Linked DNA regions of Mus musculus: all the other regions are linked to region 6. A link is a contact called in public ChIA-PET and promoter capture Hi-C data. All regions are on one chromosome and are shown on one strand. Each heading gives the region's core, a stretch centred on a gene start, on an enhancer-like site or on the middle of the called end of the contact. The rest is flanking DNA. Distances are from core to core; before and after follow the strand shown. Region 1 holds the start of Zfp638 (zinc finger protein 638). Region 2 holds the start of Vax2os (ventral anterior homeobox 2, opposite strand). Region 3 holds the start of Nagk (N-acetylglucosamine kinase). Region 4 holds the start of Tex261 (testis expressed gene 261). Region 5 holds the start of Clec4f (C-type lectin domain family 4, member f). Region 6 holds the start of Wbp1 (WW domain binding protein 1). Region 7 holds the start of Paip2b (poly(A) binding protein interacting protein 2B).

Region 1 (3,450 bases), core at 881-3,380, 790 kb before region 6:
CCAGGACAGCCAGGGATATACAGAGAAACCCTGTCTCAAAAAAAAAAAAAGAAAAGAAAAAAGAAAAAGAAACATCTATATGATGAGGGATAGGAGCATTCCATACTGGATCTCAGTGTACTAAAAGAAAGGGCAAACAAGTAGTGCAAGTTTACAAATAAGAAAACAAAAGTTCGGAGGCTGGTGAGATGGCTCAGTGGGTAAGAGCACCCGACTGCTCTTCCGAAGGTCCAGAGTTCAAATCCCAGCAACCACATGGTGGCTCACAACCATCTGTAACAAGATCTGACTCCCTCTTCTGGTGTGTCTGAAGATAGCTACAGTGTACTTACTATAATAATAAATAAAAAATCTTTAAAAAAAAAAAAAAAAAAAAAAAGAAAACAAAAGTTCAGAAAGACTAAAACAACTAAAGTCTCACACATAATAAGAGCAAAAAGGATTTGAATCCATAACTTTTGGTTCCAAAACCTATTCTCTGCCCATTAGACTCCTCATTTTTATTTATTACATAAAAACCAAAGTCTCAGAGATCTTAAAACACTCTTACAACACCCAGAAAATGATGACTGAGACAACCTTTTTTAGAACTAGAATTTATGGTAAAAAGCACATTCCATAACAAATGCAGAAAACTACAACGTATTCAATGTACAAGGTTATGTATGTGTCATGAACACATTTGAAAACCAGCTAATCAAAACAAATGAAGGAGATTTTTGTAATTTCTTTCAACTGTTTTATCTTTACCCATTGGTTCCTACACAAATGATAAGGCGGGGAATGGTCTAGCATATTTTAGTATATTACATTTTGGATTCTACAAATATGAAAGTACACATTACAGAATATGGAAATATAAAAGTCAAAATTTGTAAAGCAGCTTGAGCCCACTAAATCTTAAGTGTATAATCATTAATAACATTTTGAAAAAATGTAATAAACAACTTTATTTTTCTGTGTTAACAGCTTTACATTAATTTTTCTTGTAATCTTTTTCCAGTCTGTCATTTTAAATTTCTAAAATTAAGCAGTAAACACAACTCCCCTGAAAAACAAGTTAACCCATCATACACAAAATGAAGAGAGGGAGAATTTTATGTGAGAGTGAACAATTTCCAAACTGGTTAGGAAAGATTGACTCCACATGGTCGGGTGGATCCTGGTAAGAAGCTTTTCTTCAGAACTTTTCACATTGAGTGCGCCTTCCAGAATTCCCAAACTGCCAAAGGGTAATTTTAATATTAAATAGCTCGAGGCTACAATCACTGTCAAGCTCAAAGATTTTGTAATACTGAGACTCCCTCATAGGCAATTACTTCAAACAACAAAGGACGTCTGGCACATCCTCGGGGATGAGAGTCGGTGTACAGACCTCTCCGCTCTTCCCCAAGCTAGGAACCACACCAACACAAGCATGTATCCCCACATCAGTGTTCACGACTCCTCTAAGAATGTGGAAGTGTCACCGCCATTTTCGACGACATCCCAGGGCCGACAATCTCGGCTTCGGTGCTCACTGGGGCGCTTGGCCCACAACAGCCCGCACACCCCGCTCCCAGCCCCCTGCAAGGAAGCTCTTCCAGCCCGACTAAGGGCGCACGCGGCCCGCGGGGCTCCGAAAGGCGCTCGGGCACGCGGCGGTCTTCCCGCTAGCTGTCAGGCCTGGGGAGCGGCAGACCCGCGGCGCTGGGGAAGGGGCAGCCGGACTCCCCGAGGGCGCCGCCCGCTCCTCCTCAGAGCAGCAGCATCCGGCGGCTGCGCCCACGGGCACTGCGGCGCGACGGCGCGGTCGGCGAGTGGCGAGGGGAAACAGGCCACGGCCGAGGCCCACCCGGGGTCCCTCAGCTCCACCCGCCCCGCCGCCGCCATCTTGTACGCAGCGGCTGCGACACATACAATAGTCGACCGCGACCTGGCAGGGACCGCTCGGGGCCTGCGCTAAGGACCTCTGCCTTCCAGTCCCCGGCTCCCCGCAAGGCAGCGGCCCTACCTATGCCTACCGACTAACAGCTGGATCCCATCCGTGCCCCACACAGTTTAGCACTCGGCCTCCAGTCACCGCGATGAAGCAGCTACCGCCTCCATGGGACTACACGCATGCGCATCTTCGCCTAAAGCCCTCGTCCGCTCACTGCGCCTGCGTGCCTCAGGCTCCGCGTTCTCCAGAGACGCTGTCGGGGGACAAGGCCGCCCTCTGCCAGAAGGGGGCGATCGCCAGCTATGGCTGGTCCTACACCTGCAGCGGTCTGGGTAACATCACTCAAGATTTTAGAACCTGCAAACCATCCCTCTTCTCTTCCATGAAGCCTTCTCTGATTACTATTCCCTCAGTATCACAACGTAACATTCACTTATTAACATATTCTCGCTTTTACTGCTCACTCCCATCGCCCCCTTTTTAAAGAAAAGGTCTGGAACTTTGAACTCACATAGATCCCACCTGCTTCTGCCTTCCAACTGTTGGAATTATAAGTGTGTGCCTCCACACCCAAGTACGTTGTAGCTGTCTTCAGGCACCCCAGATTAGGAATGGTTGTGAGTCACCATGTAGTTGCTGGGATTTGAACTCGTGAGCTTCAGAATAGCAGTCAGTGCTCCTAACCACTGAGCCATCTCTCCAGCCCTTATCTCCCACCTCTTAAATGGGAAATTACACCGTGCAGTGTTGGTACAGGCCTTTAATCTCAGCACTTGACAGGCAAGATGCAGGCAGAAATCTGGGAAAGAAGCCAGCCTGGTCTACAGAAGATGTTCCAGGACAACCAAAGCTACACATCCCTGTCTCAAACAACACAAAATAGATAGAATAATAAAATGGGAAATTAGAAAGGAATAAAAGTTAAGGGCTGAACTGATTGATGGCTCAGCTGTTAAGAGCACTAGCTGCTCTTCCAGAGGTCCTGAGTTCAATTTCCAGCAACCACATGGTGGCTCACAACCATCTGTAATGGGATCTGATGACTGCTTCTGGTGTGTCTGAAGACAGCTACAGTGTACTCATATACATAAAATAAATAAATAATTCTAAAAAAAAAGTTTAAGTCAAAAGACTAATATTGAAAAATTTTTATATCATTTCAGAATTCAAAAAATAAACTACCTGAGTGGTGAACATCTATAATCCTGATTGATTTTACCCATGAAAAAGATTGGGCTAAAATTTTTTTAACTGTTTTCTTCAATGTTCTATCTTTTTAAATTGACTCAGTTATGCCAATATAAGCTAGTTCAAAAAAATTAAAGGACTGCAGGACAGTGGTGAACTGCCTTTAATCCCAGCACCTGGGAGGCAGAGGCAGGTGGATTTCTGAGTTCGAGGCCAGCCTGGTCTAGAGTGAGTTCCAGGACAGCCAGGGCTACACAGAGAAACCCTGTCTTGAAAAAAAAAACAAAAAACAAAAAAAAACAAAACAAAAAAAACAAACAAACAAACAAAAAAACAAGAAA
Region 2 (3,886 bases), core at 34-2,533, 590 kb before region 6:
GAAGCCTCTACCCTCAGCTGTGGTGGGGCTTCGAGCAGTGACTGACACGGGTGACCCTGCCTAGGAGGGATTAGCAGTAAATGACGTCCCCGGCATTTCAGGCCTGTAATGACAGCCTTGTCATTAAATGGGGGAGGGGCAGAGGGATTTACGTTTCTGCATTTGCTTTTTATTTCAGTCCAGTGGATAACTGTACTTGTATTTAATATTTCCATTATATTTTACAAATGTAAAGGAATTACCTTGTGTGGGTACATTATAAAAGTATACCCCTGAAGAGGTACCCGGCATGCGCGTCTCTACTTGACTTAAATGGCTCTATCCCAGAGGACAGAGGGCCACATTTTACTCCCACCTCTGCAAGTCTGCACCAGAGACAGTCCCACTGATGCCCACGAGCAAGATTTATTTGATCTACATAAAGGTTGGTAGAATGGAGGAAGATGGTGTTTGGGCGCATAACTCAGTCATCCTGACCAGGGGAGACGCCTATTCTTAATGCATAGCACTGGCAAGGTCCTTAGCCTAAGAGCTTAGGCTGTGTCTTCATTTCTGGAAGGCTTGCAGATTCCCTCAACGAAACTCAACTGGTGGTCGCTCCTTGTCCTTAGAACCCCTCAGATGACAAAAGGGAATTCATATTAACCCCAGGTAACCTACAAGTCCTCACACCTGCGGGGATTCCTGGTGGTGTAACTGTCTTACACCATCAAGCGGGTCCCTAGAATGGCAGTAGCCACCCAGCCTTCCAATGACCACACCTATTCCCAGGAGTGTTTCTTTATTCAGGGTCCCTGGCAGCGTCTTAATTTAAGAGAGCTTCCTGTACCTCCATGCCCTGCCCTAGCTGGCTCTCAGATCCCCAGGGCCACTCACATGGTGACAGTGGTGGTGGGGGTCAGGAAAGTTGTACTCCACCTGCTCTAAGATATTGACTTGGGTGACAGAAACCTAGGTTTCCCTCCGTAAAAGAAAGTTGGCTACAGGCCTCCTGAGGCCTGTGGGAGGCAGCTGGGGGAAGCCAAGTGAGTGAGTCCGAAACCCCAGGATGGCGGAAAAACAACAGGCCTCAGGCCTAGGATCCAGTTGACCGCAGGACCCGAGACTTCTTTCTCCAAGTGTCTACCTGGGAGAGGCCCAGACCCAGGATACTGGCATTGGAGGTTTGGATCTGGATGAGCGATGGCAGGAGAGTGCCGGGAAAGCAAGTTTGCTGCGGGGGTTGAAGGGGGATGGGTGAAGGGGCTCCGACTTCGGGTGAGGGCGGGTGGAGCCGAGGAAGAAAGCGTCGGCCAGGCCAGGCGGCCAGGCCAGGCGGAGGAGCGCCGGAGCCGGCGGTATCCAAGCGAGTGGGAAAACTGGAGCAGCGGAGCCGCGGCAGGTCAGGCTACCCTACCGCCCACCCAGCCATCTCTAAGCCTCAACCCACGCAAGGCTAGGTGCTGGGAAATAAGGCTGGGTTGAAGCGGGGACGCATCCGACTGCCTGCGTGGCCCAGCCTTCCTCAGCAGCTGCCCACTCGGGTCCCTCCCAATCCTGTCCCTACAGCGCGCGCGTGACTTTCTCCGCCCTTGCTCCGGGGACCCCGGCGCGGAGGCCCTGGCTCTCGGTGTCGGGCTTCTCCAACTGATTCGTGTCCTTACTACACCAACCAGCCCGGATGGGCCTAGAGAGAGAGAAAGAGAGAGAGAGAGAGAGAGAGAGAGAGAGAGAGAGAGAGCACCGGTCCAGCAGGACGAAACAAGGTCCAGCCCCCTGCTTTGTCCCCCGCGTTCAGCTCAGTGTCCCGCACACAATAGGCACTCGGAGTATTTACAGGATGAACTACCAAATGAATGAACCACTGTATGATCTGAGAGATGGACGTTGTAGGGATGTCGGAGGCCCCAGGAAAGGCAGCTTGGTGGCCCAGGGAATCAGAGCTGCGGCTGTCCCCTTACCTCGTACCAGGATGCGGCGGCAGTGGTCTGTCTCACCGAGCGCCTGCTGTCCGTCGCTGTCCCCTCCGCTCTCCCTGGAGCCCGCAGGGCTGGAGGCGGAGGTCCCAGCAATCTCCCTCGGACTCGCGCTACCTGTGTCAGCACGCAAATCTTCCGCTCCGCGGTGCTCTCCGTGACGCCCGCTGCGGCCACCAGGCTCCTCCCGGCGCTTGGGGCCGCGGTCCCGCTCCGCGCCCCCATCGCCCATGCCCGCCGCCACTGCTGCTTGGGCCACAGCAGCCGCTAGTCCTAGCTCAGGGTAGCAGGTCCCTCCCTGCCCCTCCCCACCCCTTCCTCCATCTGCCCCGCCCCCTACAGGCCCCGCCCCCGTCGGCGATTGGGCGCGAGCTGGGGTTCCAGGACTCTGGGTGGATCCAGTAGGCGCAGCGCAACGGGAGTTCGTTCAGGGGGAGGAAAAAAGGAGGAGGGAGTGAGGGGAAGAGAGACAAGGGGAGGGAAAGAGGAGAAGGAGGAGGGATAGGAGGAAAAGAGATATGTGGAGAAGGGGGAGGGGATGGTGTCTTCGCGCCTCCTCGCGTGGGGCGGTGTTTAGAGCCTGGCAATGGGAGACTGGACAGCCCCGTGGTACAGAAGACCGCCCCACACCCTCTCATAAACTTTATTACTCCCTACCCATTGGTCCCTCTCGCCCTCTTCCCTCTGTTCCCTATATCTCCAGGGAAATGCACCTAGCTTTCAGTCTGGCTCCGCTTGATGGAAAACTCAGAGCTCGAGGAGGCGACCCTGACTCGACCCGGCAGAAAAGAGGAGGTTTGCTGGGCTCCGGAACTTGGTGCGGTGGGGGCGACGGTAGAGAGTGGGGTGTAGGTCTGGGGTTCAGGGCACGCGTCCCCCAACCAAGGCACTCACACTCAGGCACACAGAACAGCCACTTATTGTGGGGATCCCGCGAGTTTCGCCAGACAAGCCCGGGAGGCGGATGCTGTCCCCAGCCAGGGTGAGGTGCGGAGCTGGACCGGCAGACCGCCAGGTTGTACTGCCAAGAGCAAACGCTGGGCTCTCCCGCAGCTCTGAGGTTGTCACTCCTGGGACTGACACCTAGAGAATGAGACTGAGCACGGGCTTTTTTTTTTTCTCGCGCTTCTGTCCTGGAGCAGCCCCTTGTTCAGTGCCTGCTCCAGACGGATCTCTGGACAGGAGCCTGTGTCCTCTTGGCTACACGTTCTGCAGAGTCCCGCTTCTGTTTAGACAGTGTCAGGAAGTGTGGGGAACAGTCTCATTGTATTTGACTCAGCTTTAAAAAGAGGTTTGGGGGAAAGATTGAGAAGGATGGTGTGTGTAACCGAGGGTCTATGGCTCCTTTAAAGGCCAGTATCCCGATCCTTCAGACTCTTCTTCCTTTCTTCCACTTGCAGATTTGGAATAAACTAGGTACTAGGGGTGAGCCAAATGCTTGGTGTGAGTCCAAGCCAAAGTACTTCAGGAGATCCCAAGATCTGGTAGCGGGTGTCTGTGACCACCAAGGGTAGGCTTGTGGGGTCTCTGTCTCTGAGGTTGAACAGGTGTTGGGTGTGGGGAGTCAGTCAGTGCCTTGGTCTGTGGTGTGTGTGTGTGTGTGTGTGTGTGTGTGTGTGAAAACGGTTGGAGATTTTGGGAGAGGTGGTAGATGTGACTTGGCGATTCTCACTGATTCTTGTAGTGCTGGAAAAGGAAAGAACAGCGGTAAGAGAGGATGCCTGCTGGGCCCTATTCGCAAAGAAAGGAGCGGGGGTGGGGGTGGGGTATGGCTTCCATGGTGTGTAATTGGCCGGCAGAGGGGACAGTGTGGACTGTCAGTGCCTGCTGGTTGTATGGAAGAGAGAAGAGGGAGGGAAGGAAGGAGAGAATGAGGACAGGATGGGAGAGAAGAAAAGAGGGAGCTGAGAAAGCACCAGCACTTTGCATAG
Region 3 (3,496 bases), core at 882-3,381, 670 kb before region 6:
GTGCCAATCAGCTGGCCCCAAGAGGGAAGGAGGAGTTAGAAAGGCTTGCAGGATCTGTGCTGCCCCTATCAGCTACTAAGAGACCCAGACACCACCTCTATCGGAGTTGAACAGTACATGAAGGCCAAGTTCTCTGGTCCCCTCAGGATGGCTTGCTTTCTTCTTCTTTTTTTTTTTTTTTTTTTTTTTTTTTTACCCAGTGGTTTGTGCTCAGTCCATCTGCTTCTGCCAGGATCTGCCCATCCTCAGAAAGTAAAAGGACTTTGGACCGTGTGCCTCCCCTACAAAACACAAGAGGGCACTCAGTCCTGATTGAATTCCACGCGGAGAGCCATGCTTGCATAGTAGTCTCTTACAAAAGTCTAGGGCAAAGACAGCTTCAGCAAACCCAACCTCTACTCCAAAAGCTACCTGTTTAGTGCCTGCTACACTCTGGAAAGAAAAAGGAGGCTTTGCTCCTTTTGCCTGGTAGGTCCTACTTCCTCTGCAAGGTCCCACTCACAGTCTGTCTCATGCAGGGCTTCTCCTTACATTAATAAGCTCTAGCTAGCAAAGACCGCTCTGAATCAAGAGTGTATTCCATTGTTTAGCTTCTCATGAGCTCCACTGGCTCCAGAGTGATGACCTATCCTCCTAACCTATCGTGAGCATGGCCCAAACGACTTATGGTAAATACGTCGGACGGAATAAGCAGACCTCTCACAACAGCTAAGGGTTACTTTGAGGACCTATCTTCTGACACCAGGGTCTTCAAGACACCTGTGAGAAACTATCACCAGTCAGGGAGAAACTCATACTGCCTTCAGCAACTAAGCCCTCCTGAGTTAAATCCCTGGGGTAAGTGGTACTTTAGAAGAAGGGTGATACGTGTAGGAGGATGTCCTACTGACCAATACTTTTTGTTGTTGTTGTTTTGTTTTGTTTTGTTTTTTTGTTTTTCAAGACAGGGTTTTTCTGTGTAGCCCTGGCTGTCCTGGAACTCACTGTGTAGACCAGGCTGTCCTCGAACTCAGAAATCTGCCTGCCTCTGCCTCCCAAGTGCTGGGATTAAAGGCGTGCGCCACCACCGCCCGGCTCTGACCAATACTTCTTGTAATAGACAATAAAGACTCGATCCAACTCAAAGAGTAGTACATCAAGAGTACATCCGAAGGGATATTAATGCATGAGACAGTAGATTAAAAATCCAAATTAATTTCTTGACAAACTGGGAAAAATAAGTTCTACCTTCCATATGAATATAACAAGGCTAAGTGCAAACTCCTACGCTGTGCTGAGGGTTTTTCCTTGTAAGGTATCATAAATAAAGCCAGGGGTCATCCGCTTTCGCAATTCACGGGAAGAGACTTCCGGGTAAATCAGCAGCAAGCAGCTAGGATACCAAATCTTCCTATCAGGTCCTGATTTGACACACCCAGTTCCACAAAATGCTTGTCACGCGCAGGGGACCGGATAAACCACCATCTTGCTCACTCTTGTCCTTGCCTTACGTCTCACCCAAAGCCATGCTTAGTAGAGCTACTTCCCAAAGTCAAGCAGACCAGCTTCTAAGCAGGAGAATATAGGAACCAAGGGCGTTCGGGGCCGACAGCAGTGGAGGGTCCGGAGCACCAAGATAAGACAGTGCTCTGGTGACAGCTGCTTAACTCCCGGGTTCCCTTGTGCATGAATCTCAGTCTCAGCTTCTGCCTCTTTCCCACGTCCACCCGCGACCGGCAACTTCCCACCTGACCCCCCAGCTCTGCACAACTCTCCAGGTTGACACAAGAGCCCTGTGGCAGAAAGGTGATGGCCGGGAGGGGCGTGGTCGCACCGTGGAGCACAAAGGCACCGGGCATGGTGTGGGCCGCCGCCCCCTGACCCGCCGCTCCCGGACGGACAGCCTTCGGCCGATCCAGCGCTCACCCTTCCACGCCACCATAAAGCGCGGCCATACTACCGTTGCCACCGCTGGTCCGCCGTAGCAACCTCGACCCTAGCCGTGACTTCGCTCCCGCCCACACGGGCACCGCCCCTTGTCATGTGACTACGACGCGCTTGCGTAGGGTGTGGATGCTACGTCCTCTCTCGCCCCTGCTGTCGCCTCCCGCAGCTTTCCCCTCCGGTTTTTTCTAGCCCGCCGTTCAAGTGACTGCTTCGCGAGGAGGCGGCACCCCAGCTGAGGCTCCTGGGAGGGTGTGTGAGGGCTGCCAAGGGCCAGCCGGAAGTAGCTGGCAGACGCGCGCTAACTGTGGGGTGCGCACGCGCAGACGCTTTTGGAGGCAAGCTCAGAGTCTGGCGGATGTGTCTGAGGACCAGGGCGGGAGCCAACGTCCAGACCACCCCACCCTGGCTCATGAGCGCACACTCTACCTTGTGCTGAGTACGCTGAGCAGGTCTCAGTGAGGCCCCAGGCTGCTGTCAGCTGAGGTTTGTGCGGCGGTGAGGATAGAGCCCAGGGTTTCATGTGTGTCAGGCTAGCGCTCTACAAGTGATCTGAGTCCAACTCTGTTCTTTCTGGACTGTATCTCGTCTGTATAACCCAGACTGGCATGGAATGCAATGCTGGCTCAGCATGCTAAAAACTGGCACTCACAGACCATATTTCACCTTCTGGCCACCACCTGCTCAACTCTAAACTGTGCAGTGGAACTGGAGGAAGAGAGGAAGATACCGTTAGGTCCTGTAGAAGAGTGACTCCTGCGTGTTTCCTCAGGCTCCAGGTTGTTCCAGCCCTACTTAAGAGGCAGCTTCAATAGCCAGGAGGACTGTCTGCTGCTCTTGACATTTCTTTGAGACTTCAGATGGAGTCTCCTTGGGGCTAGCATGTCTCTGTCCAACCTCGGACCTCTGAGCCTGCCTCCTGTGGAGAAATCTTGAACTGGGATCCTCTTTCCCTGTCAGATAATTGGGTCCGGTTGTGTTTTGATGTAAACAGTTGGGAAGGTGGGCACACAGAGCCTCATATATCCCAAACTCACCTCAGACTCTGGCTGAGGATGACCTTAAACTCCTGATTCTCCTGCCCCACCTCCCAAGTGCTAGGATGTTTTGGTGTAGGCTTGCTTTCTAAGGTTCCAGAGTGAATGAATTCTTTACCTCCTTTCTTACCTATGTGACTCAGTAAAGCACCAAATAATTCAAGAATAGAAATAACATTATTGCCTGATAGAGAAACTAGAGGGAAGTGAGACATTACCATTCACAGTACTTCAGAGCTGGAAAATGCTTCCTCCAACAACATCTTTAGAATCAAAGATAATTCCATAGGATTCTGATTGAATGGAAGTTTTGGCAAGAGTGTGATGTTGTGGGTGAATTCTGATGGAAAAGTTCCCTTTAGCACTGGTGTAATGAGTCTTGGGATCCATTTGTGACAGCGCTGATGTGCTTTTGTTCTGTTGTTTGAATCTTTTTGTAATGAGATTGCAAGTCACCAGGACTGGCCCTACACTCCTGAGGTGTCTGAGGCTGTCCTTGAATCCCAGTCTTTCTGTCTCCACCCCCTAAATGCTCG
Region 4 (3,740 bases), core at 738-3,237, 650 kb before region 6:
TTTGTTTCCCAAGTGCTGGGACTAACAGCATGCACTACTGTGTGTGGCCTATTTATTTTTAAGTATGTATTTGTGTGTCTGTGTAGGGTATGTGCACTTGGGTATAGGCTTCCAATGAAGACAGAAGCCTCAGGTTCACCTGGACCTGGATTTATGGGTGGTTGTAAACTACCTGACGTGTGTTGGGAAATAAACTTGGGTCCTCTGCAAGAGCAACATGTGAGCTTAGTCACGGAAGCATCTCTCCAGCCCAGTTCCTTTTTTGTTTTGTTTAGGAATGAGCACTTACTTTGTGAATCAAGAAATCTGACTCTGTGTGTGATATGTGTATGGTGGCACATACCTGTTGGGGGTCTAGGAATTGCCACACAAGCCACTCAGACACTGATCTTGGTCTACTAGGGATGGTTTACTGAATGCCACATCCCAAGACTTATTGAGTCAGGCTCAGGAGACAAACCATGACTCCAAGTTAAGATCCTCCAGGGTTGTAAAGCCCCAAGCCGCAAACATCTTGTGCCATGTTATTTCACCAATCAGGATTTAGGGATGGGGAACTTCCTTAGGAAGATGTCTTTGTGTACACTTGTCCTGCTCCCATTGGTTAGGGTATTCAACGGCTGCAGGGAACTTGCCTTTGTCTAAAATTCATGTCTTAACTTGTCTACCAGGATGGGACTTGTTTTGACTAAAATTCATATCTTAACTTGTTAACCAGGATGTCAGCTGCCCACATACCTGTCTCTCTCTGCCAATTAGGAAGTCAGTTCCCAGGGAAGTCTTGGGAACTTAAACTTTACTTGACCCCTACTCAAAATGGAGGGGGGGTCTTATTTTAAATAGTTTCTTATATCTCTTATGTTGGGGTTCATCCCAGGGGCAGCTTATAACAGCAAATCCCATAAAAGCTTATAGTCAGGTGCAGAAAGTATTGTTGGATGGTCACTTCAGACCCAAACTTGCTGTGAGTAACCATGCAAAGCATTTCTATTTAGATTGGTTTCCCAGGGCACAGAACAAAACAGAATACATAACCAATCCTGGCATTAGAAAGTTTCCTAGTAACAGTAGAAACATGAGCAAGTTTCCTTATAATGGCAGGCTGGCCAGGTGACAGTTACCTAGGCCTTAATATTGTACCTAGTCCTTAACATATAATATCTACCATTCCAGCACTCAAAACTACTTAGTGTCACCAAGGCCAGCCTGGAGGCACATAAGGCTGTTTCAAAAAAAGAAAAGATCTTTGCATGATGTTTCTACACCTTTAATCCCAGGATTTGGGATAAAGCAGAGGCAGGCTGGTCTCTGTGAGTTCAAGGTTAGCCTGATTTACATAGCAGGTTGCAGGACTACATAGAGACCCTTAATCAAAACAGACAAAACCAAAACCAAAGTTATATTTTGCCCTAGTACGGAGACTCCACACATCTGAAACCCTACCAATTGAGAGCTGGAGATGGGAGAGTTGACAGTTCAAAGGCCAGCCTGAGCTATGAGACCCTCCCTTTCTGAAAATAACAAACAAAAAGTTTGTTTGAGATAAGAGGCTTGTTGGCACTCTGAGCTTACCTGTGTCAGCCACTAGGTGGTGCTCTCTCAGATGATTACCTGCGGTGTCGCAAGTACAGTCAGTGCTTAGCTGTTGCTTTAGTCCCCACGCAAAAGTGAAGACCTGCATTGCAAAAGACCTCAGCCTAGAGGGAGAGTTAAGGCTGAAGGTGACCATTTAAAGGCACCTGGGATTCCAGATTATGCGGCTTCCTAGTGTGTGACCTGAGAGAAGGGAATCTTCCTCTCCCAGAAAATTAGGATCCAAGGCTGTGCGGAGCAGGCTTGAGCCAGGATTGGTTCCAATCAATCTGGGCTCTGTGTAGGCGCTCCGTACCGGGTGCAGCGCGATTTCGATCCTCCGAGCCGGTTAGCGGCGCTCGCGGGCTTGGCGGGGGCGCAGGGGCCGCGGCGCTCCGCCCTGCTCCTCTCGGCGTCCTCTGGGCGGGGACAGCACGGCGGCGGCCGCTCAGTGTCGCGGGAGCCGGACCGCGCAGGCCCGTCCCGGCGGCCCGGGGGGCGCCATGTGGTTCATGTACGTGCTGAGCTGGCTGTCGCTGTTCATCCAGGTGGCATTCATCACTCTGGCCGTCGGTGAGAGCGCTGACCCGGGCCGCGCGCGCCCCGATGCCCCGAGCCGCCAACCGCTGCTGCTCTTTGCAGCTGGGCGCTGACGACCCCGAGCTGGTCCTACTGGACCTCTGCGGAACCTTCCGGTGGGGATGCTTGGTTCCCGAGACGCATCCTTGCTCTTGGAGCCCTGAGCTCCCTACTCAGCCTGTCCCCTCCAGCTGGGACAGGGGGAAGGCCCCTGTCTGTCTCACCCGGCTGTGTGCTAGTGTACAGCACCCGGCCTGTAAACTAAGTGTTCTGCAGGTGTTGATTGACGAGTGAAGTTTAAGGTTCCCGGAACAGAGGTTAACTTTATGCTGTGCGGTCAAATCCAATATTTCTACAGTTGTCTTGGCAAAGTTCTATCTACTTGTGCAGATGAGAAGGACATCCCAGGGGTGCTTTGGCTTGTTCCCGACTTCCTGGAGTCTGAGGAGGGTTGGTGGGGGACTACAGGATGAGCAGGCTGGTGGGAGTGTCCCTGGCTGATCTCTTCCTGTTTGTCCCCCTCCCTCTGGGACCCCCTTCTCCTACCCAGCGGCTGGACTGTACTACCTTGCAGAGCTGATAGAAGAGTACACGGTGGCCACCAGCCGAATCATCAAATACATGATCTGGGTAAGTGGCCGCTTTTCCCTGGAGTAGTCACCCAGGGCTTGTTTGCCCTACATCAGAAACAGGAAGTGGGGACTGTTTGAGCTGGGGCTGTTTTGGTGCTGAGAACCCAGGATCTGAGGGTGTCCCACTTGCTTCCCTGCCCTGCAGTCTGCACTCCTGGGTCCAGATCACCCCTGGCCCTCCAGCCTCAGGTGGCATAGTTTCACAACCTACTGCCATTCCTTAAGGTGACAGTGCAGATATTTCATTGATAGGTATTCATGGCTTCGCTTTCCTGTGTCTGTCTCACAGTGTCCACGGTCTCTAACACCAGGTCCCCAATCCCAGCCCAGGCTTAGAACTTATAGGGACAATAAGGACAGTTTGTAACGCTTAGTTAGCTATTGCCCTCTCTCCACTCAGTGTCATTTGTCCTAAGGGAGAATGTCCAGCCCTTTCTCTTCCCTCATGGAGGTTTCTTTTCCTGAAGACTTGGTCCCTGTCCCTGTTAGAGAGGCTGTGAGGAAGACTGAGGTGCGGGGGGGGGGGGGGGGGAGGATACCTTTGGACAGAAAAGTTCACCTTTCAGTCGCCTAAAGTCTGCAGCTACTTTCACTCTCAACGTAGCCTGGGGTTGTAGTTTGTGGTAAAGACAGGGCTACAGCCAGCTCATTGGCTCAGTCTGTGGGTGTGGTTGGGATAGCAATTAGACCTTTCATCACCGACAACCGAAGCCTTTCTCAGACTGCCTGCTGGATTCATCACTGAGTTACGTAATTGATTCAGTAGATCATGCTTAGCATTCAAGGAAGCTATGAAATGGGACATGGGGGTACAGGCATGCATGCGGCCTTCGGTTAGATCCTCAGCTCCAGCTCCAAAAACAGTGCTAACAGTAAAAACGAGAGCAGGCAAAGTGAGTGTGCGCTCTGTCACACGTTGGGTATGTGTTTGGTGGAGTGCTGTATAAAATGTTTTTT
Region 5 (3,593 bases), core at 480-2,979, 530 kb before region 6:
AAGGGTCGCGCACAGCACTGGGAAGGCTGAGAACCATTGGCTTAGATGAAGGTGGACTCTGATTTGTATTCCCTGACTGCTCTCCTGACACCAAGCTGGGTTCCCCTGACATCCTTTCTGTCAAACAGCAGCTGTGCACCCATCATTTGATCGTTCTGATGCTAACTCCCAGATAGCAGAGACCTCACAGTCTGAGAGTTCTGAGAGTCTCTTACAAGACTGTCCCCACTTCAGAGATCTGTGACTAGTAGGTTGCCAAGCAACCCATTCTTCTGTCTGTCTTACAGCCAATGCCATGACATTCAGCTTTGATGGTTCCCTAGAACAAACCATCGAACTACATGCAAACACTGGGTAGACTATTCAGAGTTTGTTGGAAGGGATAGCCTGAGCCAATGGAAAGATATAAAGCAAGGTTTAGCAGCTCCTGAGCACCATACTTCTGTGTCTCAGGAGTCAGGGTGAGATTGAGCCTTCTGTATTTTCTTGCTCAAGTTTGTTGTTTGAGAGAGACAGGGTCAGCTGAGTATGACGTTGAACTTCTGATCTTTTCCTGTCTCTGTCTCCTGAGTTGTATAGTCACGGGCATGTACCCCATATCTTGTTTAAAGACTGCCTGGGATGGAAGCCAGGGCCTTATGTGTGTAAGACAAGTGATTTACCAACTGAGCTACAGCTCAAACCCTACCTTGCTTAGGATTCTTGTGACTTCCTGTGAAGTCCTTCTCACAGGGATGTCTGAGAGTAGGGGAGGGGGGGGTGGAGGTTTCTAATCAATGTGGCCTTTCTGGAACTGGTGGCCATCCCAGAAAGGACCTGAGTCATCTCACCAAAAGAACCCAGGTGTGCTCAGAGGGAATTCATTATGATAACCAAGGATTATCGTCACTCAGGAGTTAGGCTTGCAGGAACTTTGACCTAGGACACAGCCAACAATCACATATAAAGTCTGTCAGGGCCTTTCTGGTGACCTGTCTGTAAAGTTCTGAGGTTTGGACTGGCCAGGCTCCCGGTCTTTGCCTCCCCCTACAAATTCTCCCACCTCGTGCACTGTTTTTGTTTGTTTGGTTTTTGAGACAGGGTCTCACTATGTGGCTCTGACTGGCCTAGAACTCACTATGTACACCAGCTTGGCCTCAAACTCAGAGAGATCAACCTGCCTCTGCCTCCCAGGTGCTGGGATTAAAGCTGTGTGCTACCTCAAGCCTGATGAAAATCAGAGGCCAGTGCTGGGCATCTTCCCTTATCTCTTCCCACCTTTATTAAAAAAGAGCTAATTGATTCAGTGAGGCAGCCTGGCTAGAAAGCTGTAAGGATCTTCCTACCTCCACCTCCCAACACTGTGACTACAGGCACATGCTGCTGTGCCCAGTTTTTGATGTGGGTGGTGCTGGGGAGCCAAACTCTGGTCTTCATGCTTAGCGCTTCATGCTTCAAGCGCTTCACTGTCTGAGCCATCTCCTCAGCCTCTCAAGAATGTTTCCCCTGTAAAGTTGACAGTCCCCTTCTTAGGGGCAGATTGCAGACCCTGCTGAAGGGGGTTGGGTGGTGTGTGGCTCTGAGGCAGAGGCTGGCATGGAGCCAGGGGCAGAGGGGGAAAGGGCTGTTGGGCTCTTGGCCTCTGTAACTCCAAGAGGAGGAGGGGCCAGTGGTAACATTGGATTTCTGCAGAGTCAGAGGGAGGAGGCAGGTTTGGGAAGTTGTCCTGACCTCAGGAGAACATAGATCAGGCTCCCACTGTGTTTCAGGCTCTCACTACTGTGGGCTTGCAGGACAGGCTTTAGGAACCAGTGGCAAGAACGGTGCAGGAGGATGAAGGAGGCCGAGCTGAACAGAGATATGGCTAGATATTGCACAGACAACCAGTGTGTCTCCCTACAGCCCCAAGGTAAGAATATTTAGGTAAGAATATTGCCTATACCCTGCCCTCTGAGCCCATCTTTGCCAGCCCAGAGATTTGTATCATCCCTGCCTTGGTTCCATAGTAAATAGATGGGTCAGAATAAACAGGTCGGCAGAGGACCAGAACTCTGAGCACCCCAGGCTCTATATGAAACCTCCAAGAGCCCCTCCACTGGGTACAGTAACCCGATGTCAGGAAAAATGTGCACTTGGAGTTCAGATGGGCCTGGTTTTGAACCCCGGCTTTGCCCTCCACCTAGCCCGTGCACCCTCTGGAGCTGGTGCTCTCCGAGATCATTAGTGGGTGCATCCCTGGCTAGTAACCAATTTCCCAGAAGGCCCTAGACATGCGTCCAGGGCAACATGTCAAGCTCTGTGGAAGGCTCCAGGGATGAAACCATCCACCCCAGGGACACTAATGCTTGATGTGGTCAGGCTTGTTAACAGAATGGGGACCTGTGGTCTGGACCCCTGCTATGTACCTTCTTTCCACCTGCTTTCAGCCTTCACTTTCTTCTTTCTTTATGATCGCACCCACAGCAACGCTTTCTCTGGGACGGGTTTCATGTCTAGGACACCACTGCAGCCTCTGTGGGTTGTGAGCCCCATACCTTTGGCTGTTACCTGTCCTGAGAGAATGCTTTCTTTCCCTGTGAGAAGCATGGCAGTTGTTCTCATCTCTAACGGACAAGTCAGGGGACTGTGTCAAGACCGACAGTCCTGGCTCTCCCTGCACTCTTACCCTGAGTCTTGGCTTCTCCCCTGCAGGACTGGGGCCTAAGTCAGCTGCTCTCATGGCTCCCAGGACCCTGCGGCACGTCCAGGTCATTCTGGCATTAATGGTGGTGACTGTGATCTTTTCTCTCCTTGCTCTTTTTGTGGTGGGTAAGTTCTCGGGTGACTTTAGCCACAACTCACTCTCCCTCTGTGCAAAGGTCCCAAGAGACCCAGATGGCAGTCTTCTGGACATTTCTGCTCTCTGAAGTAACATTTTGCCACCAACCTAGGCCCAGACCTGGAGTCAACAGAGCCCACTGGGCTGTGAGATGGCTCTCGAGAATGGAGGCTTCTGGGAAGGGGGGCAGGCTTGATGCTCCTCTCTTTCTGGAACCCAGCTTGTGTGGGAAGTCTATTATGTCAGGGCTATGGATTGAGCTGACCCAGGAATGGCATTCTCAGCTTCACAGCCTTGGAGACCTGAGTGGAATAAAGAGCCTCCCTCCCTCCTGCTTCGGGGAAGCAACAACTCTGGACACGACAGTGAGTAGTTCCAGTGAGGACGCGCCTCAGGGAGCTGGCTGTGGGGTGTGGGGCACAGACTCTGCTGCAGCTTCTCTTCCAGCTCCTGTTCCCACGCCGAGCTTCAGCTCCCACCTTCCTCCTAAAACATATTGTAAACTTATTTTTTGATACAGGATCTCATACAATCCAGGTTGGTTTCAAACTAAAAAGCCAAGAATCACCTTAAATGTCTGACCCTTCCTGCCTCCGTTTCTATAATGCTAGGTGTGTGGCACCATGCCCAGGTAATGTGGTACTGAGGATTGAACCCATAACCTCATGCAAACGAAACAAGTGTTCTATCAAATGAGCTGTATCTCTAAACCCCAAATTGTCCCATTTTTCAGCACAGCTTTATTGAGGTCCAGCTGCCGTAAACATTGGGCATATTTAAATTGCACAATCTGATA
Region 6 (3,407 bases), core at 252-2,751:
CCGAGGCATCTAAAAATACATATAGATAGCCTGACACAATCAATCAATAAACTGGGAGAGGGGTATGGGGTGTGGAAACTGGGAGAGCTGGTGATGGCCCGAGTCCAGAAGAAAGTAGTAAAAGGAATAGAGAAACCTGCACTGAAGCCTGGATGTATGACGGAAGTAGCTACTTAGTGGGAGAAAAAAGGAATCCAGGGTAATTCTTTTTGGTTTGAGCCAAATCCAAGTTGATGTTTTTTCCTGAGATACTATTTAAAATAACAGCAACAACAAAAACCTACACAAGGGGCAGGCAGGGTACCATACTTTTGTTTCCTCCTTTGGACCTGAGTGAGAGGCAGGAACCCTGGGAAGAGAAGTGTGGTATTAAGGGTCCCTAAAGATGGGGACAGTGGCACAAGCATTTGATCCCAGCACCTAGGGAACAGAGGCAAGAGTGTGAGCTCCAGGCTGGCCTGGTCTACATAGTGACTTACAGGGCAGCCAAAGTTATATAGTGAGACCGCCTCGAAACAAAAACAAACGAAAATAGGGGTGGGTGACCCCAAAAACCTCGCCATTTGGTTCTCAGACATCCTCTGTCTCTTTCCCCAGCGAGCCCTCCTCCAGAAGGCGCGGAGCCAGCCGTCCCCGACTCTGCCTCTGCCAGTGGGTGGGGGCTGCCCTGCCCCTGCCCTCACCGAAGAGATGCTGCTGAAGCGTGAGGAGCGTGCACGGAAGCGGCGGCTGCAGGCGGCGAGGAGGGCCGAGGAGCACAAAAATCAGACAATTGAGCGCCTCACCAAGACGGCCGCTCCTAGCGGGCGTGGAGGGCGCGGGGCGGCGCGGGGCGAGCGGCGCGGAGGACGGGCTGCTGCCCCGGCCCCTGCACCCATGGTGCGCTACTGCAGCGGGGCACAGGGCTCCACCTTGTCTTTTCCTCCCGGCGTTCCCACACCCACGGCGGTGGCACAGCGGCCTGCCCCATCGGGCCCCGCTCCACGATGCTCTGTCCCCGGCTGCCCCCACCCGCGTCGTTATGCCTGCTCCCGCACCGGCCAGGCCCTTTGCAGCCTACAGTGCTACCGCATCAACCTGCAGCTACGGCTGGGAGGGCCCGAGGGCCCGGGGTCCCCACTCCTGGCCACCTAAGACCTCTCCCACGCCACATTCCTGCTGTCTCCCCCACCCTATTAAATTTCGTACAGTGCCTCAGCTTGTATCGAATTGCTGGAGTGGGAAGCCGGCGGAGTCTGAACCTGAGTGTGTAAAGTCATTCAGCCAATCGGCGAAAATTTTTGTGCTGAACGGCCGTTCATTGGCCGATAAGTCAAAGCTTGTTCTGTTGTCCGTACTGGCTATTGTTGCTGTCAGTCAGGCATTTGGTCGAGCCTTTCCCCTGTCTTTGTCTGTGTGAGTTCTTGTTGTCTGGGAGAGCGGCACAGGCGCCGCTGCGGATTGGGCAAAAGGAGAAACCTGTGACCGGTTCCTATTGGCTGATCTGTTAGTTAGCGATTCTGATTGGCTGGACTGAGCAACTGTGTCCTCTGGAGGTGCTCTCCCCGGCCGGGAGCTCCGGCCGCGGAGTGATGGTGGCACCGGTGGCGATGGGCCGGGCAGGGACCATGGAAGTGGCGGCAGAGGTGGCAGGGGCGGGGCAGCTGGCGGTGGAGGAGGCTGTGGTCTTCAGGGGTCTGTAGGTGGAGGCATGGCTCGGGCCAGCAGCAGGAACAGCAGCGAAGAGGCCTGGGGGTCACTTCAGGCGCCGCAACAGCAGGTATCCCAGCAGCTCTAAAAGCTTATCTCACTACAGCCATTTATTTCTCTTTCCCCTTTCCTGTCACTTCCTGTCCGGGGTGGGGGAGGAGCTCATGGAGCCAAAGGTACTCTGAAGTTCCTGAACATGACCATTCTACTCTTTGTCTAGACTTATTACGTAGATGCAGTTGACTTTACCTGCACCCTCTTAGACCCCATCTCATGGTTGCAATGCAAGCCTGCAGTGGCTCTCCAGTTACCAGAGGCGTAGTGAAACCCCCAGGGAGGTTCCCTCTGTCTTGCAGCAGTTATTTGTGATGTTTTTCTCTGTGCCTATTGTCACAGCAGAGTCCGGCAGCATCTTCTCTTGAGGGAGCAATTTGGAGACGAGCTGGAACCCAGACTCGCGCCCTGGATACCATCCTTTATCATCCACAGCAATCCCATCTGGTTGGGAGCACTGCTCTGGGTCTCACACTGTGCCTCCTCTACCCCAGGGAGCTTGAGACCCAGGGGTGGAAAAAAAAAACCATCTTGGGGGTGTGGGAGGCAGACCTTTGGGGTGGGAGATGTTGAAAGCTTTTTAGCTTTGGAAATGGCCTTAAATTCCTACCCATTGTCACACTATGTTTTGTTTCTTTTAAAACATTAGCCTACAAAAAACCACCCTTGGGGCCAGGCTTCTGTGAGAAAAGTATTGGGTTTAAAGAACTGATATCACTTTCTCTGTATTTACACTTTACTTTCTCACTAGTTTCTGGCATTTTAAATCTTCCATACTGATAGCCCTACATATAGACCCTCCTTTTAGCATCCCATGCCATCCTTCCAAGCTAGGTCGGCTCGTGGGTGGGACTGTATGTGCGTGCAGGAGGTGGGGGTGGACAGGGCCTTGGGTAGAAGCCCCTGGTTCTTAGTGCCTCCTTGCCTCCAGCTTCGAGAGCTGTGCCCAGGAGTGAATACCCAGCCCTACCTCTGTGAGACTGGTCATTGCTGTGGGGAGACTGGCTGCTGCACCTACTACTATGAACTCTGGTGTGAGTCTTCAAAGGGATCCATCTCAGGTTCCATGCCCATCCTCCCTTGGATTTCTGAACTCAGCTACCAAAGACCCTTCTCTGCTTAGGGCTGGAGTCTGGGGTGGTGGTCTGAGTTGTGCCCTCTTTGCCTCCTGCAGGGTTCTGGCTGCTTTGGACTGTCCTCATCCTCTTTAGCTGCTGTTGTGCCTTCCGCCACCGAAGGGCTAAACTCAGGCTGCAACAGCAACAGCGGCAGCGTGAAATCAACTTGTTGGCTTACCATGGGGCATGCCACGGGGCTGGCCCTGTTCCAACCGGTTCACTGCTTGACCTTCGTGAGTGACCTGAAGCTCTTGGATGCAGAACCAGTAGCCCCTTCCAAGCCAGGACCCTCAACCACCCCACACTTCCACTGGCAGACATTTCAGAGCACTCTTGTAGCTCAGGTCCTTCAGTCATCCATGCTGTTCTCTCTCCTGCAGGCCTCCTCAGCGCCTTCAAACCCCCAGCCTACGAGGATGTGGTTCACCACCCAGGCACACCGCCACCTCCTTACACTGTGGGCCCAGGCTACCCTTGGACTACTTCCAGTGAATGCACCCGCTGCTCTTCCGAATCCAGCTGCTCTGCCCACTTGGAGGGGACAAA
Region 7 (3,714 bases), core at 152-2,651, 710 kb before region 6:
ATGTATGAGAAGTTTTTTTATTTTTAATTCCACTTTAATAAAAAGATTTATGTGCACGAGTGTTTTAACTTCAAGTATGTATATGGATTCAGTACTCTGGAGGCCAGAAGAGGGCATCTAATTCCCTGGAGCTAGAGTTACTGGTGGTTGTAAGCCACCATGAGGTGCTGAAAACTGAACCTGTCTTCTGCAATAGCAGCAAATGCTCTTAACTGTTGATCCACCACTCCAGCCATCAATATCCTATCTTCTTTTTATGGACATAACTTAAAATTTGGATATTGTTTTAGTTAGGGTTTGTATTCCTGCACAAACATCATGGCCAAGAAGCAAATTGGGGAGGAAAGGGTTTATTCAGCTTACACTTCCACATTGCTGTTCATCACCAAAGGAAATCAGGACTGGAACTCAAGCAGGTCAGCAAGCAGGAGCTGGTGCAGAGGTCATGGAGGGATGTTACTTACTGGATTGCTTTCCCTGGCTTGCTCAGCTTGCTTTCTTACAGAACCCAGGACTACTAGCCTAGGTATGGCAGCACCCACAACAGGTCCTCCCACCCTGATCACTAATTGACAAAATGACTTACAGCCGGATCTCATGGAGGCATTTCCTCAAGTGAAGCTCCTTTCTCTGTGATAACTCCAGCTTGTGTCAAGTTGACACATAAAACTAACTAATACAAGGTATCTTAAACCCAAAGGACAGAACAAGTGTGTGTGTGTGTGTGTGTGTGTGTGAATGTGAGTGTGTGTCTTGTTTTTCTGAGACTTGGTCGCAATATGAGCTCAAGCTGGCCCTGAGGAATTTGTGATTTTCCTGCCTCAATCTTGAGCCTGCTGGGACTGAAAATGTCAAATTTGTTTCTAAAAACGTGGAAGCAACCCTTTCTGTTCTTCCAATCTCCCAAATAGTCCTAATTTTTAACCTCACGACTTAACACAGAAGCAAATTCCCGCTCTCAAAACTCATCTCTAACTAATGGACAGATGAGGAAATCCCTGAATCCTACTCCCTTTTCTAAAGTGATCTAGACAAGTGACACAGGCTTCCAGCTTAGCCAATGGATGAAGCGGGAGCAGAAGCCTTTGTAAACAAACCCGGAGTCCTTGCACTCTGGCTCCTCCCCAACATGGAGGTGATTCATCCTTGGCCTGGAAATCTAGGCGTGACCAATGCTTCTTCAGCCAATCAGAGCTGGGAGTCTCCATCGAGGGCGGAGCGAATGGACAGACGCTAAGACCAATCAAAAACTGGAACTTCTGAAAGAGCTGGGCGGGCATTGTTTCACATTTAGACCAATCAAAACCAGGTAAGTGAGCGGCATTCTCTGCTGTCCAATAGATGGACGGGGCGTTGTCCGGCAGCCAATGAATGGCGCTGGGGGGCGGGGCGAGACGCGCGTGTGAGGCCGAGGTACCTCGAGCGTTTGTGCGCCGAGGCTCGCGCTCTTAGGAGGCGGCGCTGTGCTGTGGTGCGGACCTCGGGGCGGCGTTGTCCGCGCGGCCAGGTGGGTTGAGGCGTCGGGGCTGGGATCGTCTGGCCACCCGGGACTGCGCACAGCCCCTCTACCCGCGGGCTGCCCGGGAGCGCGCACAGCCCCTTCCCAGCGCGGCCCGGGCCCAGGCCGTCCGACGCTCTGGCGCTCGCGGGCCAGCTCCTCTCACCTCATCCCTTTTCACCATCCTTGCTACGTATGACCTGCCGCCTCCTGGCGCCCCTCCTCTCTCTCGCCTTCTGAGACGTTCACTCTCAACCTCAGGATTTCAGCCTCATTTCCCCCGGAAACTAACACCTCTCACTTTGCTTTTTGTAGGCACCTGGAAGGGTGAAGGCGAGAGGCAGATGACGACGCTGAACACAGGCTCCGCAAGGTTCGGAACTGCAATGGGCTTGCTTAAACTCTCTCTGCCTCCCCTTCAATGCCATCTAATCCCACTCTTCTTCTAGAATCATTGTCCTCATAAAGTGCTTTTGCTCAAAACTGCTGAAAATGCAGGTGGAAAGGCTTGCCAGCAGCAACCAATTTGAAATCTGTTACGTGGAACGGGATGGAACGGGATTCTGACCCAGCTTAGAGCACTAATTTACACTATGAGGAAGGGCCTGGTCATCCCGGACGTCCGTAAGATACGGGATATATGTGATTATCACACACAGCCTCTGAGAGAATTACAACAGCCCAGAGGCGACCTTCAGCATTATCTTTACAGAGAATTTATTTGTTTATACCTCATAGTATGGCAGTGTTTGGCTTCCTGTGGTGGTTCTAACCATATGTTTCTAGATGGCCTTCCACACTGTCTCAAACCCAAATAAAAATATGCCAGACGTTTACTGCGAATAAATTAGCTTATCACTCATAGTTTTAACTGAGATTTTAGAAGTTGAGGAGTATTAGACAATAGGGGTTTTATTTTGGAAGCCAGAGGACATTGAGTATTGGAATACGTCTAGTACTTTAGGCAGAAAGGGAGAAAGAATAAGATATCTATCCATATCCAAAATTGCATTGTTCTCATGTTGTCATTTTCTTGGCTTTATATCTGGAATTGTTTTTCTTGGTTTTCAAAAAGGAAAATTAAGTCGTAGTTTAGCATCAGATTCACTGTTGTGGAGTTTGTAAGCTTTACTTTACTATTTTTCTTATCCAATTTGTAGCACATAACAGTATATAGTTCCTTGTGTTTTGCTGTGGTAAGATTTTTGTCGTAGTAGAGAAAGAAGTCTGTTAGAGGAAATTAAAATCAGTCTTTCCTCATAGGTGACAGCATTGCCTCGCAGGCCTTATGTTTGTGCCATATTTTTCACACTGGAAAGAGCGGAATCTTAAAACTGTTGTGATTTTTGTCAATTATAGCAGTTGTCTAAGTCATGGGTAAAATACGATCTCTGAGTTGGTCACTATAGTACGATCTCTGAGTTGGTCACTATAGTAAACTGTTGTAAGTCTGCATTTGAAAATCAAATGTACCTACCATGTCTTTGATAAATCTGTGCTTAGTGATCACTTGTTTGGAAATTTAGAAGATGGTAGCTTGTGCTTCCTTCCTTTGATCTTAAAGTTTAGTAGAGGAGAGACCTATAAGCCAAGAATTAAATGCACAGAGACTTCTGCTGTTCAGGATGTGGGACTGGAGAGAAGCCCTATCCTCCATGTTCCAACCTCAACTCATGTTCCCCTAGATTTCCTCAATTGCATTTCCTTAACCTTCGTGCCTTATGTAGATTATAATCTTACATCTTGAAAACCACTTATCATGTTAGATTTTGTTCCCTATATTTTATACAACAGAAAATGGTTTTCAGAGGTGTGATTTCCCACTAATAGGTGCCAGAGTTATATCGTAAACTCTGTCCATTTAACCCCAAAGCTAGAACTTTCAGCACAAAACTACCCACTATTGCTCTGTCCTCTGGCATCTCTGTATGAGCACCAAACCAACAGGGTCCAACTTTGACTTTTTCCACCTTAGCTGAGGACAAGGGCAAGAGCAAGTGTGCTGCTATCTACATATCCATGTGCACCACTTAGTTTTCTTTTTGTAACTGATACTTGACAAAGCCAGCTTAAGTCAAAAAGGAGTTGTTCTGGTTCACAGAGTGAAGGGTGTAGTCTACCGTCGCAGTAGGAGCTGGTCCCATTGCATCCACAGTCAGGATGTAGAGAGAGATGAATGCTCAGCCCACCACATGCACTCAAACGCATGAGCTTGG

Evidence for each region. Promoter capture Hi-C pulls out the DNA fragments that hold promoters and counts their contacts. ChIA-PET counts read pairs in DNA pulled down with a chosen protein or histone mark.
Region 1: a contact with region 6 is called in an RNA polymerase II ChIA-PET map of memory CD8 T cells, with 11 read pairs. The contact joins the promoter of Zfp638 here to the promoter of Wbp1 in region 6. A contact is called at or near these places in 2 of 39 promoter capture datasets (cranial neural crest and pre-B cells) and 1 of 115 datasets of contacts at active chromatin or transcription factors (memory CD8 T cells).
Region 2: an RNA polymerase II ChIA-PET map of memory CD8 T cells shows a contact between it and region 6, with 15 read pairs. The contact joins the promoter of Vax2os here to the promoter of Wbp1 in region 6. A contact is called at or near these places in 5 of 39 promoter capture datasets (cranial neural crest, embryonic stem cells, frontonasal cranial neural crest and 2 more) and 2 of 115 datasets of contacts at active chromatin or transcription factors (cardiomyocytes and memory CD8 T cells).
Region 3: a contact with region 6 is called in a promoter capture Hi-C map of pre-B cells, with 4 times the contacts expected there. The contact joins the promoter of Nagk here to the promoter of Wbp1 in region 6. A contact is called at or near these places in 8 of 39 promoter capture datasets (the HPC-7 cell line, cranial neural crest, embryonic stem cells and 5 more), 4 of 115 datasets of contacts at active chromatin or transcription factors (bone marrow-derived dendritic cells, extraembryonic endoderm stem cells, memory CD8 T cells and 1 more) and 2 of 9 other capture datasets (adipose tissue and liver).
Region 4: a promoter capture Hi-C map of pre-B cells shows a contact between it and region 6, with 4 times the contacts expected there. The contact joins the promoter of Tex261 here to the promoter of Wbp1 in region 6. A contact is called at or near these places in 5 of 39 promoter capture datasets (cranial neural crest, embryonic stem cells, hematopoietic stem and progenitor cells and 2 more), 1 of 484 Hi-C or Micro-C datasets (CD8 T cells), 2 of 115 datasets of contacts at active chromatin or transcription factors (bone marrow-derived macrophages and memory CD8 T cells) and 2 of 9 other capture datasets (adipose tissue and liver).
Region 5: a promoter capture Hi-C map of stem cell-derived epiblast-like cells shows a contact between it and region 6, with 2.9 times the contacts expected there. The contact joins the promoter of Clec4f here to the promoter of Wbp1 in region 6. A contact is called at or near these places in 5 of 39 promoter capture datasets (cranial neural crest, hippocampal neurons, liver and 2 more) and 1 of 115 datasets of contacts at active chromatin or transcription factors (memory CD8 T cells).
Region 7: a promoter capture Hi-C map of pre-B cells shows a contact between it and region 6. The contact joins the promoter of Paip2b here to the promoter of Wbp1 in region 6. A contact is called at or near these places in 2 of 39 promoter capture datasets (neural stem cells and pre-B cells), 1 of 115 datasets of contacts at active chromatin or transcription factors (effector CD8 T cells) and 2 of 9 other capture datasets (adipose tissue and pancreatic islet).

Annotation. Positions count from the first base shown.
Region 1 is chr6:83,913,033-83,916,482 of GRCm38.p6, reverse strand. It overlaps Zfp638 (zinc finger protein 638), which reads right to left and starts at 2,130. Exons shown (of 27, transcript NM_001355286.1): 1 at 2,004-2,130.
Region 2 is chr6:83,709,598-83,713,483 of GRCm38.p6, reverse strand. It overlaps Vax2os (ventral anterior homeobox 2, opposite strand), which reads left to right and starts at 1,283. Exons shown (of 6, transcript NR_002871.2): 1 at 1,283-1,381; 2 at 2,659-2,750. It overlaps Vax2 (ventral anterior homeobox 2), which reads right to left and starts at 2,245. Exons shown (of 3, transcript NM_011912.4): 1 at 1,941-2,245. The coding sequence starts at 2,187. Gm32943 (a long non-coding RNA gene) reads left to right here. Exons shown (of 4, transcript XR_003956456.1): 3 at 236-424; 4 at 560-686.
Region 3 is chr6:83,793,692-83,797,187 of GRCm38.p6, reverse strand. It overlaps Nagk (N-acetylglucosamine kinase), which reads right to left and starts at 2,131. Exons shown (of 10, transcript NM_019542.2): 1 at 1,906-2,131; 2 at 197-281; 3 at 1-11. The coding sequence starts at 1,934. It also overlaps the pseudogene LOC665004.
Region 4 is chr6:83,774,059-83,777,798 of GRCm38.p6, reverse strand. Tex261 (testis expressed gene 261) reads left to right here and starts at 1,987. Exons shown (of 6, transcript NM_009357.2): 1 at 1,987-2,145; 2 at 2,702-2,781. The coding sequence starts at 2,076. It overlaps Gm52907 (predicted gene, 52907), which reads right to left and starts at 1,864. Exons shown (of 2, transcript NR_168047.1): 1 at 1,573-1,864.
Region 5 is chr6:83,654,252-83,657,844 of GRCm38.p6, reverse strand. Clec4f (C-type lectin domain family 4, member f) reads left to right here and starts at 1,729. Exons shown (of 7, transcript NM_016751.3): 1 at 1,729-1,888; 2 at 2,671-2,787; 3 at 3,082-3,162. The coding sequence starts at 1,813.
Region 6 is chr6:83,119,555-83,122,961 of GRCm38.p6, reverse strand. It overlaps Wbp1 (WW domain binding protein 1), which reads left to right and starts at 1,501. Exons shown (of 5, transcript NM_016757.2): 1 at 1,501-1,759; 2 at 2,086-2,190; 3 at 2,675-2,777; 4 at 2,918-3,094; 5 at 3,242-3,407. The coding sequence starts at 1,691. It overlaps Ino80b (INO80 complex subunit B), which reads left to right. Exons shown (of 5, transcript NM_023547.2): 5 at 598-1,197. The coding sequence ends at 1,134.
Region 7 is chr6:83,829,428-83,833,141 of GRCm38.p6, reverse strand. Paip2b (poly(A) binding protein interacting protein 2B) reads left to right here and starts at 1,401. Exons shown (of 5, transcript NM_146169.2): 1 at 1,401-1,507; 2 at 1,814-1,871. The coding sequence starts at 1,843.